Regions from separate parts of the Bicyclus anynana genome. Here region 2 is linked to region 1. The links are chromatin contacts, called in public Hi-C maps. All regions are on one chromosome and are shown on one strand. Each heading gives the region's core, a stretch centred on a gene start, on an enhancer-like site or on the middle of the called end of the contact. The rest is flanking DNA. Distances are from core to core; before and after follow the strand shown.

Evidence for each region. Hi-C and Micro-C count contacts between places; a contact is called where the count stands out from the background.
Region 2: a contact with region 1 is called in a Hi-C map of whole larva, with 3 times the contacts expected there. The contact joins the promoter of LOC112043552 here to the enhancer-like site in region 1. A contact is called at or near these places in 2 of 2 Hi-C or Micro-C datasets (whole body and whole larva).

The regions. Positions count from the first base shown.
Region 1 is chr14:11,068,077-11,074,171 of ilBicAnyn1.1, reverse strand. No RefSeq gene overlaps it. Among protein-coding and RNA genes, the nearest start is that of LOC112043553, 5.1 kb to the left of the region's middle. Within about 2 kb of position 3,526, at least 3 of the 8 cell types and tissues checked have open chromatin away from gene starts, as enhancers often do.
Region 2 is chr14:11,174,457-11,180,558 of ilBicAnyn1.1, reverse strand. It overlaps LOC112043552 (signal recognition particle receptor subunit beta), which reads left to right and starts at 1,284. Exons shown (of 5, transcript XM_024079023.2): 1 at 1,284-1,555; 2 at 1,647-1,816; 3 at 2,191-2,330; 4 at 2,600-2,731; 5 at 3,299-3,694. The coding sequence starts at 1,447. The coding sequence ends at 3,509. It overlaps LOC112043551 (serine-protein kinase ATM), which reads right to left and starts at 1,089. Exons shown (of 36, transcript XM_024079022.2): 1 at 954-1,089; 2 at 305-616. The coding sequence starts at 505.

The DNA of each region.
Region 1 (6,095 bases), core at 2,277-4,776:
CTTATAAACTAAGCCTAATTGAAAAAAATGTATATTGAATTTTGAATTTTGGTCAGGTGACACAAGAGCTGGTGCTTATTTGGCCCGATCTTCAAACCTACGAAACCATAAATATAGCTATCCAAAAAGACCACTTGACGACTTCTCTTGGCGCAGTTGGTGCCTGGTGAGGTCCTGTGTTCTATTCCCAGCTCGGGTAAAGTTAAACATTTTATAATTTCTAAATTTGGCCTGGTGGTAGGCATCGGCCTTGGCTAGTTACGACTCTACCAGCAAAGACGTAACGCCAAGCGTTCCAGTACGATGCAACGTACAAACCGTCATAAGTATCTATGGAACCAATTTATCTTCTTCTAAGTATGCCCGCTTCCACTTAGACTGTATAGTCACTTACCATCAGATGAGATCGCAGTCAAGGGCTAACTTGTCACTGAAAACACGGAAATAGCGCTTGTATGTAGCACCTTACTCATTATGGAGAAATTTTCATGTGTTTGTCGTTTATGTATTAGGAATAACTTTACTCATACATATAATTATTATTCGTCAGATTTGAAGACAATACAGGTAGGTAAGAATTTCGATGGTTTAGGTAGTATACCTGTACGATTAAAATCAGAAACTAAAATCCAAACCCCGCCACTAAATAAAAAAAAAATCTGTGTAACGCAGAAATATAAAAAAAAATAAGATTACTTAAAAACCGTTAGCCGTTTGGTGTTTTTATAAACAAAGGAACTGTTACAATTTTTTCGTCCCGTTTAAAAACATTCACGTTTTATTACCGCCGGTCTTTCAAACAATAAAAATTGCCCTATTTTAAATGTTTTTACATTCTAAAAATAGAGCAAATTCTGTTAAGTCTTTTGTAAATACCATCTTTGTATAATAACGGTCTTAAAATACCGGTGTTTTAAAGAATTAAAGATAAAACAATGCTTGAGGCCACTGAATATGTCATCTGAGTCGGACTCATAAAAATAAATAGACCCATGATTGTTAATCACAGACACGTGTAGGAGTGAATATCAATATTTTCAAAATAAACAATACTAATACGTTACTTACTTACCTAAAATACATAATTATCATGTAAGTATACCTAAACAAAGTCGGTAATTTACACCGAATTGTACCGAAATAAGCCTTGGTGTTTTTTCTAAGGATGTAGGGATAATTATTTGATTTGATTTGATTTGTTTGTTTGCTAATAGGCATTAAAACTACTGAACAGATTTGAAAAACTCTTGCACTAATGATTTTAAACTTATTTCGTGGTTGTTCATTACGAATATTATTAAAACGGGTGCATACCACGATAAAACGACATTAAAAATCTCGTCGTTTTATCGTGGTATGTACCCGTTTAAATAATATTCGTAATTCTTTCACTGTTGGGAAGCTATACATTATCCCCGGGTGCTAAAGGTTATATTTATACGGGGACGGGAGCTACGCAGCTGAAACCGCGTGGCGTCTGCTAGTAATACTATAAAGAGGTGTTTGTGGTGTTGTAGGGGGTAATCTCTGAAAATTCTCTTCTGCTTGGGAAGCAACGTTATTTGTAAGTGTCATCGGGAACGAGAACTACGGGAGTGAATCCACGTGGCGTCGTATAGTTGTCCACTAAAATTCAACGCTAACGGAGTTACGGGTGTCTGCTACTAGGTACAACTAATGTAGGTAGGTATTCATCATCATTTTGGAGCCTATCCGGTCACTATTAATTAAAAGATGTTTATGATAATGATCAGTAAAAAAAAAGAAAAAAAAAAGAAAAAAAAAAAGGTATTCATCATCATTTTGGAGCTTTCCTATCCGGTCACTATTAATTAAAAGATGTTTATGATAATGATCAGGACAAATCTAAAATGTTCACGATGTTACATCATCCAATTCAGAGCTGCTGTATTTTTTGAAAAAAATATATATACCTATTTTCATCTCTATAATCTTATTTTAATAGCCAAGCCATTATCTAACATACTTTCTCTCATCTTACCTTATCTATATATATCTATACACATAAATATACGTTATCTTACCTACTTTTACGGTTTGGTTGTTTCTTAAAATTAAAGTATACAAATCGACCAATGTGTTTCTCCCTAAAACGTCCTATAAGCGAATGTTTTAACTCTCCGTATAAACTGTAAACAATATAGGTTTACCGTAACTAAATAAGATAATAATGTTATTCTGCGTTTTATTTTTCACTTCGTCACTTTTATTTCAACCGCCCGCCGCACCGACGCGGCGACGCCGTTAGCAACAAAAGACATTCTTTTCAAAAATACAAAGTACAAACACAGCAACAGCGTGTACCTCCTACTTACCTATTCGTCGCGGTAGCAATAAAAATTAACAAACCAAAAAAAGGGTTTTCCTTACAATTCTTTATACCACAGAACCGCAGTAACTGAATAAATTGAGAATTAATAAATAGTCAATGAGTCAATGAAAGGCAAGGCAGACGTAGGTAGGCAGTATGTCAAAGCTGTTTACTATCAATGATCATTTAATGATAAAGTAATTAAAGACCTACTCTCAAAATGTCCAAGCCGGAAAAGTAGGTTTTTCTGTTCGAATTGCTGGACATATTAAAAGAGCCTTTATTTTATTACAAAACTAGTCGACTGAAAACTATATGAGCATTGTACAACTCATGTTAAATGTCGTTTTGAGTAAAAAATATGCAATTTCTTACAGTGGCGTACTCGAGGTTGTTAACTAGGGTATTAGGCTCTTTGGTGATAGCCCAGTGCATATGATCTCTGCCTCCGTTTCCGGAGGGTGTGGATTCGAATCCGGTCCGGGGCATGCACCTCCAACTTTTCACTTGTCTCAAATTGTGAAGGAAAAATATCGTGAGGAAACCTGCACACCAGATAATTTTTCTTATTTATTTTTTCGGATTCTACACGACATCGTACCGGAACGCTAAATCGCTTGGCGGTACGTCTTTGTCGGTAAGGTGGTAACTAGCCACGGCCGAAGCCTCCCATCGGCAGGACCTGGAACAATTAAAAAAACCTCAATCGGCCCAGCTGGGGATCGAACCCAGGACCTCCGTCTTGTAAATCCGCCGCGCATACCACTGCGCCACGGAGGCCGTCAAAAACCGTACGTATAGAGCCTAATCATTATCAACCCATATTCGGCTCACTGCTGTGCTCGAGTCTCCTCTCCGAGAGACTACGCCAATAGTCCACCACGCTGGGCCAATGCGGATTGACAACTTCACACACGCAGAGAATTAAGAAAATTATTCTCAGGTAGGTATGCAGGTTTCCTCACGATATTCTTCCTTCACCGTCTTCACAGAACTGAATAGCATCGGAGGCACAGGTCATATCCACTGGGCTATCACGTCTCTCTCCTTTTAAAAGTAACACATTAGGTAATCATTTGTCGGCAAGCTAACTCAAATAAAAATTTCAACCCAATAGCCTTCATGGGTCCCTTTCTTTAAATGTTAAAGGACTCAAAAGATTTCGCCGACAAACAGTTTTGGTTACGAGACAAACGCACCATTGTCTCTTAACCAAACTTATTATTTAACTTAAACCGTTATTTTTAGCGCAAGCAGGGCCCGGTACAAGGGGGTTCTTCCAACCCCCCTGCATAGCAAGAGTATTTTTGCAAGTTTGATTTAAAAGAATAGAACGTTTACCTACTTTATCATAAACAGTCACAGACAGTGCACTCGTACTCGGTACAGTCGTACATCCCGTTCGTCCATTCTCGTTAGGCTTTTTAATGAAACCTGTTTTTAAAACCCTTTTATGAATAAGGTTTATAGGTAGGAATATAATTTAAAAAATATTTCCTTCACCAGACTAGTATAAACCAGAGTAAGTAGTATAAATAAGTAATTCATAAAAATTGACCTTTAGCGTAGATTATCAAAACCGAGGGCGAGAGTTCCTAACATTGATTGATTGACTGGAATACCTACTACTCCAATTATCGCAAGCTTTTTATGAACGAGAAATATTAATCATGTTACATTTTAAAAAAGAAATTTTAAATTAGTTGCATTTTTTACAAGCCCCCCCTGAGATAAATCCTGGCGGCGGCCGTGCGTGCAACAATATAGCACAATACAGCGAGAGGACGAAGCGGGCTCGTATTCAGAAACATTGTTAAATACAGTCATAAACACAGCGCTCGTTAAGCTTTGTTAACATAGTAGCCTTTAGCGGAGTCATAAAGTTTTTCTCCCGACGCTGTGTTAAAATTTCGCCTCTAAATTTTACGGTAAAATTGACGGGTTGAAGGCGGTCGACAAAAGGACAATGAGAGCCAAAATATTTGCCAACACGCCCTGGCGAAAATAATGTTCTCATCGGCATTGTTTATGGTGAAATGCAAGGGTTCCTCAATAACGACTTTTGTCGAGCTTTTTATTTGAATTTACAACGTTGCATAAAGGTTTAAAATATCGAGTTGAGAGTTTTAAAACTTTTTCCCTAATAGCATTTTATGTTCGCCAATTAAGTTAACAAAATGAGCCTCGTAACGTTAAGTTATGTAGAAAGTTTAGCCTGGATTTCAAACGTAAAATATTTAGGCATATTTTTTGCTTTTTATAAGTTGCTAACATTCAATCACGTTTATTTTAACTAGTATTTCCTTGATAAAATCTATTTCAAATTACGCTAGTACTTTTGCAACTTCAAGGTTGTCTGATTTTAATAACTCTACTTCTAATCAAACCTATAGCTAGATGAACTCGTTATGCCGATCTTTATGTCCATTGTCAACCTACCTTATCAGCCGATAGACGTCCACTGCTATATTTATTATTATATTTTGACGGCCTCCGTGGCGCAGTGGTATGCGCGGTGGATTTACAAGACGGAGGTCCTGGGTCCCCGGCTGGGCAGATTGAGATTTTCTTAATTTGCCCAGGTCTGGCTGATGGGAGGCTTCGGCCGTGGCTAGTTACCACCCTACCGGCAAAAGACGTACCGCCAAGCGATTTAGCGTTCCGGTACGATGCTGTGTAGAAACCGAAAGTGGTGTGGATTTTCATCCTCCTCCTAACAAGTTAGCCCGCTTCCATTTCAGACTGCATCATCACTTACTATCAGGTGAGATTGTAGTCAAGGGCTAACTTGTAAAGAATAAAAGAAAAATAATTATATTTTCTTCAAGAAACATCGGCTTAGTAAACCATAGTTTACTAAGCCGATCCTTATTTATACACCATATTTTCATTTCCAAATAAATAATTAAGTATTCCTGAATAGTTGGGCCGGTGGGCATTCTCCTTTACATTAGTCAATTCAAATAAGGCGCCGATTCCTGGCTTCTTTTTACACACTTTTCACGAAATTCCTCCCATAAGATTGCAGAAAGCGAGATGAATAATGTTACACATACGACGTTATAAATCTATTCTTGTATAATGTCGCACCTGCCGACTGCACAATTAACGTGAAACGCTTTGAAAATTGTGGTATAATTACATGGCACACCTTGTTACGTGGTCAGTCGCCGCGAGAATATTTACTCGGGGTCGAAAACAAATATTAGTATTTTGTCGGTCGTTCACACTTAGTAATCACGATCGCCACAGGCGCAACACGGCGATAGTGTAAAGATTGCCGCCGAAAAATTCGCTCAAACCCTTATAGACAGAGAGCTAGCGAACGCCAGACCTTCGTCGTTAGATTAAAGCTGAAAGTTTGTCATCTCATGCTCCTACCATACTATGGCAAGGCAAGGTAAGTTTGGACACTGGTGGCTATGGGAGGTAGCAGGTTTCAAGGATCCAGACCCTCAACCATCTAAGTATAAAGTATAATTTTGCTTTTGCACTTGGCTTCATGGCAACCCTTCGCTAGAGACCCTAGAAGTTCCTCTCTCGTTCTCTCGATCCCCGGCTGGGCCGATTGAGGTTTTCTTAATTGGTCCAGGTCTAGCTGGTGGGAGGCTGCAGCCGTGGCTAGTTACCACCCTACCGACAAAGACGTACCGCCAAGTGATTTAGCGTTCTGGTACGATGTGTAGAAACCGAAAGGGGTGTGGATTTTCATCCTTCTCCCACCAAGTTAGCCCGCTTCCATCTTAGATTGCATCATCACTCA
Region 2 (6,102 bases), core at 35-2,534, 110 kb before region 1:
AACAAACTGCACACAGTGTGAAAATTTGATTAAATTCTTGAACTTCCTGGAAATGCAGCAAGTTCTATATTAGACCTCGTGTTTAAAGGTCCTCTAATAGGATTTTACCAAATTTGGCTAGGTAGGGAGAACAATACGAGCAGAGGGGAGTGTTAATCAATTGTCAACAAATTCCTTAACCCAACATCCAGGTCACAAATCCTATACTTTGATTTAGAGTTTTTAGATATTTGATATTTATCTTGTCTCCACGAAAAACAAAATACATGACACGTAATTTATATGTATTAAGATTGATTCATACCTTCATAATAAAATCATTGATATCACCAAAAACATGATTCCAATTATAACCAGATCTCTTCTTAGCGTTACTTGTGAGCAGTGCAGGCACAGCATTTCTTGTGAGGAAATCTTTTAGTGTATTTGCACTTTTCTTCCTCTCTGTGGCCCGGGCTGATGTTAAACTTGAACATGTTTCTTTAACACTCAGTTCTAAAGACATTTTTGTAACTATTTCAAGTCAGATGTCTTTTAAGACTCCTGTCCTCACTGCATTTTAAGCTTTTTTTATGAATAAGAATGTGTATCAATGCTGCTAATGTAGTTTTGTACTCTGTAACAAATATGATTTGTGTAAGGCTTATTATAATTGTCAATTTTCCACTACTCAAGCTACAAATGGTAGTTATGACAGTCAATAAAAAACAAAGGCCGGCCGGCGTCCAGCTACCATGTATGAAATCAACTCAAAAACATCTAGGAAATTTACATTTTCTTACTAATCGTATCGTATGTTTTTATTAACATTCTATGGCAACATGTGACGTAATATTTAAACTGGAGTGATGTTAATAATGATGATAGGAATATGTTATTTTAAAGTAAATAAAATAGTATGTATTACAAGTATTCCATTATCGCATCTATTATATCGCATTTCTTACACTTACCTCAAATCTGATGTGTGATTTGAATTTTTTCATATAGCTAGCAATTTACATGCAATAAATATCTACACATTTTGAAACTAAATTGATAATTTTTTAAAAATCTGAAATTCTGAAAATGGCGCAAAATTCCGAATCATTAATCAAGTTGACAATTGACATTGACAAGAGAAACACCACAGGTTAATAGATACTACACCACAGTCCACAGATAAACCAGTAAAATACCCAAAGAATATTTGCTGCTAGAGTTGGGGTATAACCGTAAAATAATATTAGATTCAAATAATCGGCAAACGTTAAATAAAGTCGCTTGATAAAATATTGTAATTCCGAACGATCATGTCAAATGTCAACTATGTAAATTGTAAACGATAAACGTCACTGAAATTGGTAAATTGCAAAATCGAGCGTTTTGGTTAATTTTTACTTTCGACTTCGAGTGTAAATTTTTAATATAAATTTTTAACATAAAAGATAATTTAATCAATACATCATGGAAACAGAACCAGAGGTTATTAAAGAAACGATTAACACTCAACCAATGTTACAAGATCCACTGTACATAACCTTACTAAGTGTGGTCATTCTTTTGGTTACTTTGCGTGAGTTTTATATTTTCTACCTAGAACAAAATTAAAATACCACAATTCTTTTAATTTAGGTATTTTTTCTTATTCCTTTACGTTTTTACAGTAATTTGGTGGCTGTTGTCGACACGTCGGCATTTGCGTCGGTCTGTGCTACTTACCGGGCTCTCAGATGCCGGTAAAACGTCTCTTTTTGTTAGACTTTGTTACTCGGAATTCAGGGAAACATTCACATCTATGAAAGAAAACATTGAAGATTATATTACGTCCAATAATGTAAGTAAAGTTGTGTAAATTATTTCTTTTGTACTAATTTTCGTGTGGTAAGTAAGTAGTTAGTAATGTTTTATTCTTAGGTATGGATATCCTCACAATAAAAGTATAGCAACAAACAAAAAAACATAAATACATACATGATATAAAGGCAATAGTGTACTTTTAAAATAGAGAGGATCTAAGAGTAATTCTAATACATCATCTAATGCTGGAAAATACTTTATTTACATCATTAAATGATTATAGCCTTGTGCACTGTGTGTAATGTAATGGCCAGGAGAATTAAATGATAGCTGAGGTCTTTGGGCACATGAAAAATTCCTCATAGGTTTCTTGTTCAACACATGTCTTCAATATCTGGCATTTGTTTTCAGAAAACATTGAGGATTGTGGATTTACCAGGTCAAGAACGACTAAGAAACAAGTTCTTTGATCAGTACAAACATAGTGCTAAGGCTCTGGTCTATGTTGTGGACTCTGTTACTATTCAAAAGGAGATTAGAGATGTAGCTGAGTAAGTATTTATATTTTTAAATTTAAATGAAATAAGAGAAAGTAGCCCCCACCATGTGGACTGATGACATCAAGCAAGTCACAGATATTTGCTGAATGCTGGTTACTCAGGATTGTGATGGTTGGAAGTCCCTACAAAAGGCCCATGTTCTGCAGTGAATGTCCATCAGCTGATACTATTATTATATAATATTTACTGTCATTATTTCTATACACATTTTTGATTTCTTAAAAAGAGGAGGTTTTTAATTTGGTACATATTTTTTTTAGATACTTGTACACAATTCTTGTGGATCCAGTGATTCTGAGCAACTGCCCCCCTCTGCTCATTCTGTGCAACAAGCAGGACCTGCCGATGGCTAAAGGTGGTCAACTCATTAAGAGCCTACTTGAAAAGGAAATGTAAGTTATGTTTGCAAATTTTTAACTAGTTTAAGCATGCAAATCCCATGTCCAGTGGAAACATTGTGATAAAAGCTAAATATTTCTGACTATATCTGTCTGTATTTTTTATACAAAGTTTCATATAGATGTTATCAACCATTTTGGTTGGTTAGTTGGTATAGTGATTGTGCAATGAATATACATCCATCAAAAGATTTTGCATACAATTCATATATTAACACATTACCATCAGCCTATTTATAATGGTCTGTCAAGTGGGTAAGTCTCTCCTTATAGAGAAATTTGGAGTTTAGAAACATCATGCTGCTTCAAAGCAGGTTGGTGGGCTTAAGGTTATAATGTCAGACTGGTGGTTTGCAACGCACTATAACACACAGGGGTCACACCACTACTTAAGAATATTATCCCCATATTCCTACGGGGATGGGGACCACGCTGTTGAAACCGTGCGGCGTCATCTAGTTAAGAATATTTTGGAAAAAAAAAGGTTACTATTTTGTTTCTATTCAGGAAATGTCATAGAAAACAAAAGCAACAGAATTATATTTATAAATATTGTTTCAGAAACCTAGTTCGTGTTACTAAGTCAAGTCAGTTGGAGTCTGTAGATCCGTCACAGTCAAACAAAGTCACATATCTCGGGAAGCTTGGAAAAGACTTTGAATTCTCACACCTTGGCTGCAAAGTGGAAGTTCTGGAGAGTTCCATAGACTCTGGAGATGATGATAGACCCACTGAAATGAAAGGGCTGCAGGACTGGATTTCCAAACTATAAAAGAAGAAGAAAAATAGGGGAAGGAATAATTCCAATCTCTTTCATATGTTCTCATTTTTCTATATAAATGCTTGAAGACTTAATATGCGATTGAGTGATTTTTAAGACTTTATTGTTAAATATAATAATGCATTTGATCCTATTTTTATAAGGAATATTTTATAATAAAAATGTTAAAAATGTTATTTTGTGTTTTCTGGTATACTCATTTCTTATGACTTTATCACGTTCTGAGGCCTTAATATTTCCGACAAATCTCTGAATCGAAAAATAGTGTTAGCAAACCTAAATAGACCTATTCAACGCCACCTAAAGTATGGGATAAAGAAGTAAAAGAAAATATTCATCCACTCTTTAGATATAGAGGAAAAATTATAAAAAAACATTAATCCTCAGGAGAACAACGTGCACTTCACTCCACTCTACAACGTGCGATTGCTCGTTGTAGAGTCAACATCTCCTGAGGATGCTCTGGTTTCGGGGTGAAACATACGTAGAGAGTATTTTGTCGGACCTGGGTGACGTTGTCGCGTGGGTTCGTCGGCTTTTCGCGGATGATAGCTTTAACTTCCGCAAAGTAACGCCTGCTTTTTTTTTCAATTTAAATTCTTTACAAGTTAGCCCTTGACTACAATCTTACCTGATAGTAAGTGATGATGCAGTCTAAGAAGGAAGCAGGCTAACCTGTTAGAAGGAGGATGAAAATCCACAACCATTTTCGGTTTCGAAAATGGTTGTGGCACGACATCGTACCGGAACGCTAAATTGCTTGGCGGTACGTCTTTGTCGGTAGGGTGGTAACTAGCCACGAAGCCTCCCACCAGCCAGACCTGGACCAATTAAGAAAATCACAATCAGCCCATCTGGGGATCGAATCCAGGACCTCCATTTTGTAAATCCACCGCGCATACCACTGCCCCACGGAGGCCGTCAAAATATTCTTCTAGTTATTATTAAAGTTACTTCTAGTATTTATTAGAGTCTGCTTCTATCTAATAAAATATATTTTTGAACCAGTTGGATGTGTCCAAATAGTCCACCTCCAACTTTTCCGTTGTGTGCATTTTAAGAAATTAAATATCGCGTGTCTCAAACGGTGAAGGAAAACATCGTAAGGAAACCGCATCCCAGAGAATTTACTTAATTCTCTGGTATGCAGGTACCTAATAGCGATAATGGAATGGAATAGAATAGAATAGAAAACCCAAACCCCGTTTTGAGTTTTCATTTAAAACTTTAAATCACATTATATTTCGTTACTTTTTTCATGATTTATGCACAATCTTAATATATACATACATGCAAAGCTGAAATTTGGCAGGGAGGTAGTTTATAGTTGGTAGGTATCCACTAAGGACGGATTTTGCGATAGGGCTGGATTAAAGAGGTCTAAGGGCGGACGAAGTCGCGGGTGTCCACTAGTAAATAATAAAACGTTCGTGTTTAACCTAAAATGAGAATACTCTGTGACAAAGAAAGATCGACCCAAGCAAAATAATTACTAAAACATGACTCGACGGAAATCACCACTCAAGCAAATATCGATTATCTTGATTGTTATTTTTGCATATTCATAAGTTATTGACATTATTCAATACCGATTCTTTTATCTATTATCGCAGAAGGGTTGAAAGGTTAATTGAATAACACAACAATACCTAACATTGTAGAGCGATTTTTGAGAAACAGCAAGGTGCAAATATGCATATTCATGACTTTGTCATTATTGTATCATTTATAATATAGTATGTCCACCCCTTCATCGATTCATTCAATCAATAATTTATTGTGTTCCGCCATTACCATTAGATGACTTTTTTACACAACAATAATGGCCGACTATGAATCAAAGACAATCAGTAGGGTTGAGAAGTTAACGGCGGGCATCGGAACGATATCAAGTAGGTATCGTTATAACTGAAATACCTAAACTACAACATCCGTTACTATACTACGTTATCTTAAAAGGGAACGTATAGTAACGTTTGTCGGTTGTGTGCATTTTAAGAAATTAAATATCACGTGTCACAAACGGTGAACGGTGCACGGTTTATGCCTATGGGTACGCGTGGTTAAGAAATGGGGTAATCTTTTTTTATTATTATTATAAATATACTTAAACAATACACATCACTATCTAGCCCCAAAGTAAGCATACAGAGTAGCTTGTGTTATGGGTGCTAAGATAGTTGATATTATAGTATTAATATACAATTATATACTACATATAAATACTTATATACACTCATGCTCATCACACAAATATTTTCCAGTTGTGGGAATCGAACCCACAGCCGTGGATGCAAAAAGCAGGGTCACTACCCACTGCGCCACGCGGCCGTCTCTTTCTTCAATCTTTTGGGGACGTACTAACGTCCAAGATTTGCTTATACTTCAAAAAAGTGTGCACGTATCCACGTACATACTGGGTGTAAGGGACATGATACCGAAAACTGCGTGAAGAGGTTAAATTTAGTTTCCACAACGATATTTTAAATAACAATTACGTGGGAAATGAGAAAATTCAGATTTTGAAAATTTTGAGCACGCAATGTACAGCGAACAATGCGATAACAACGCTCCGCAATCTACT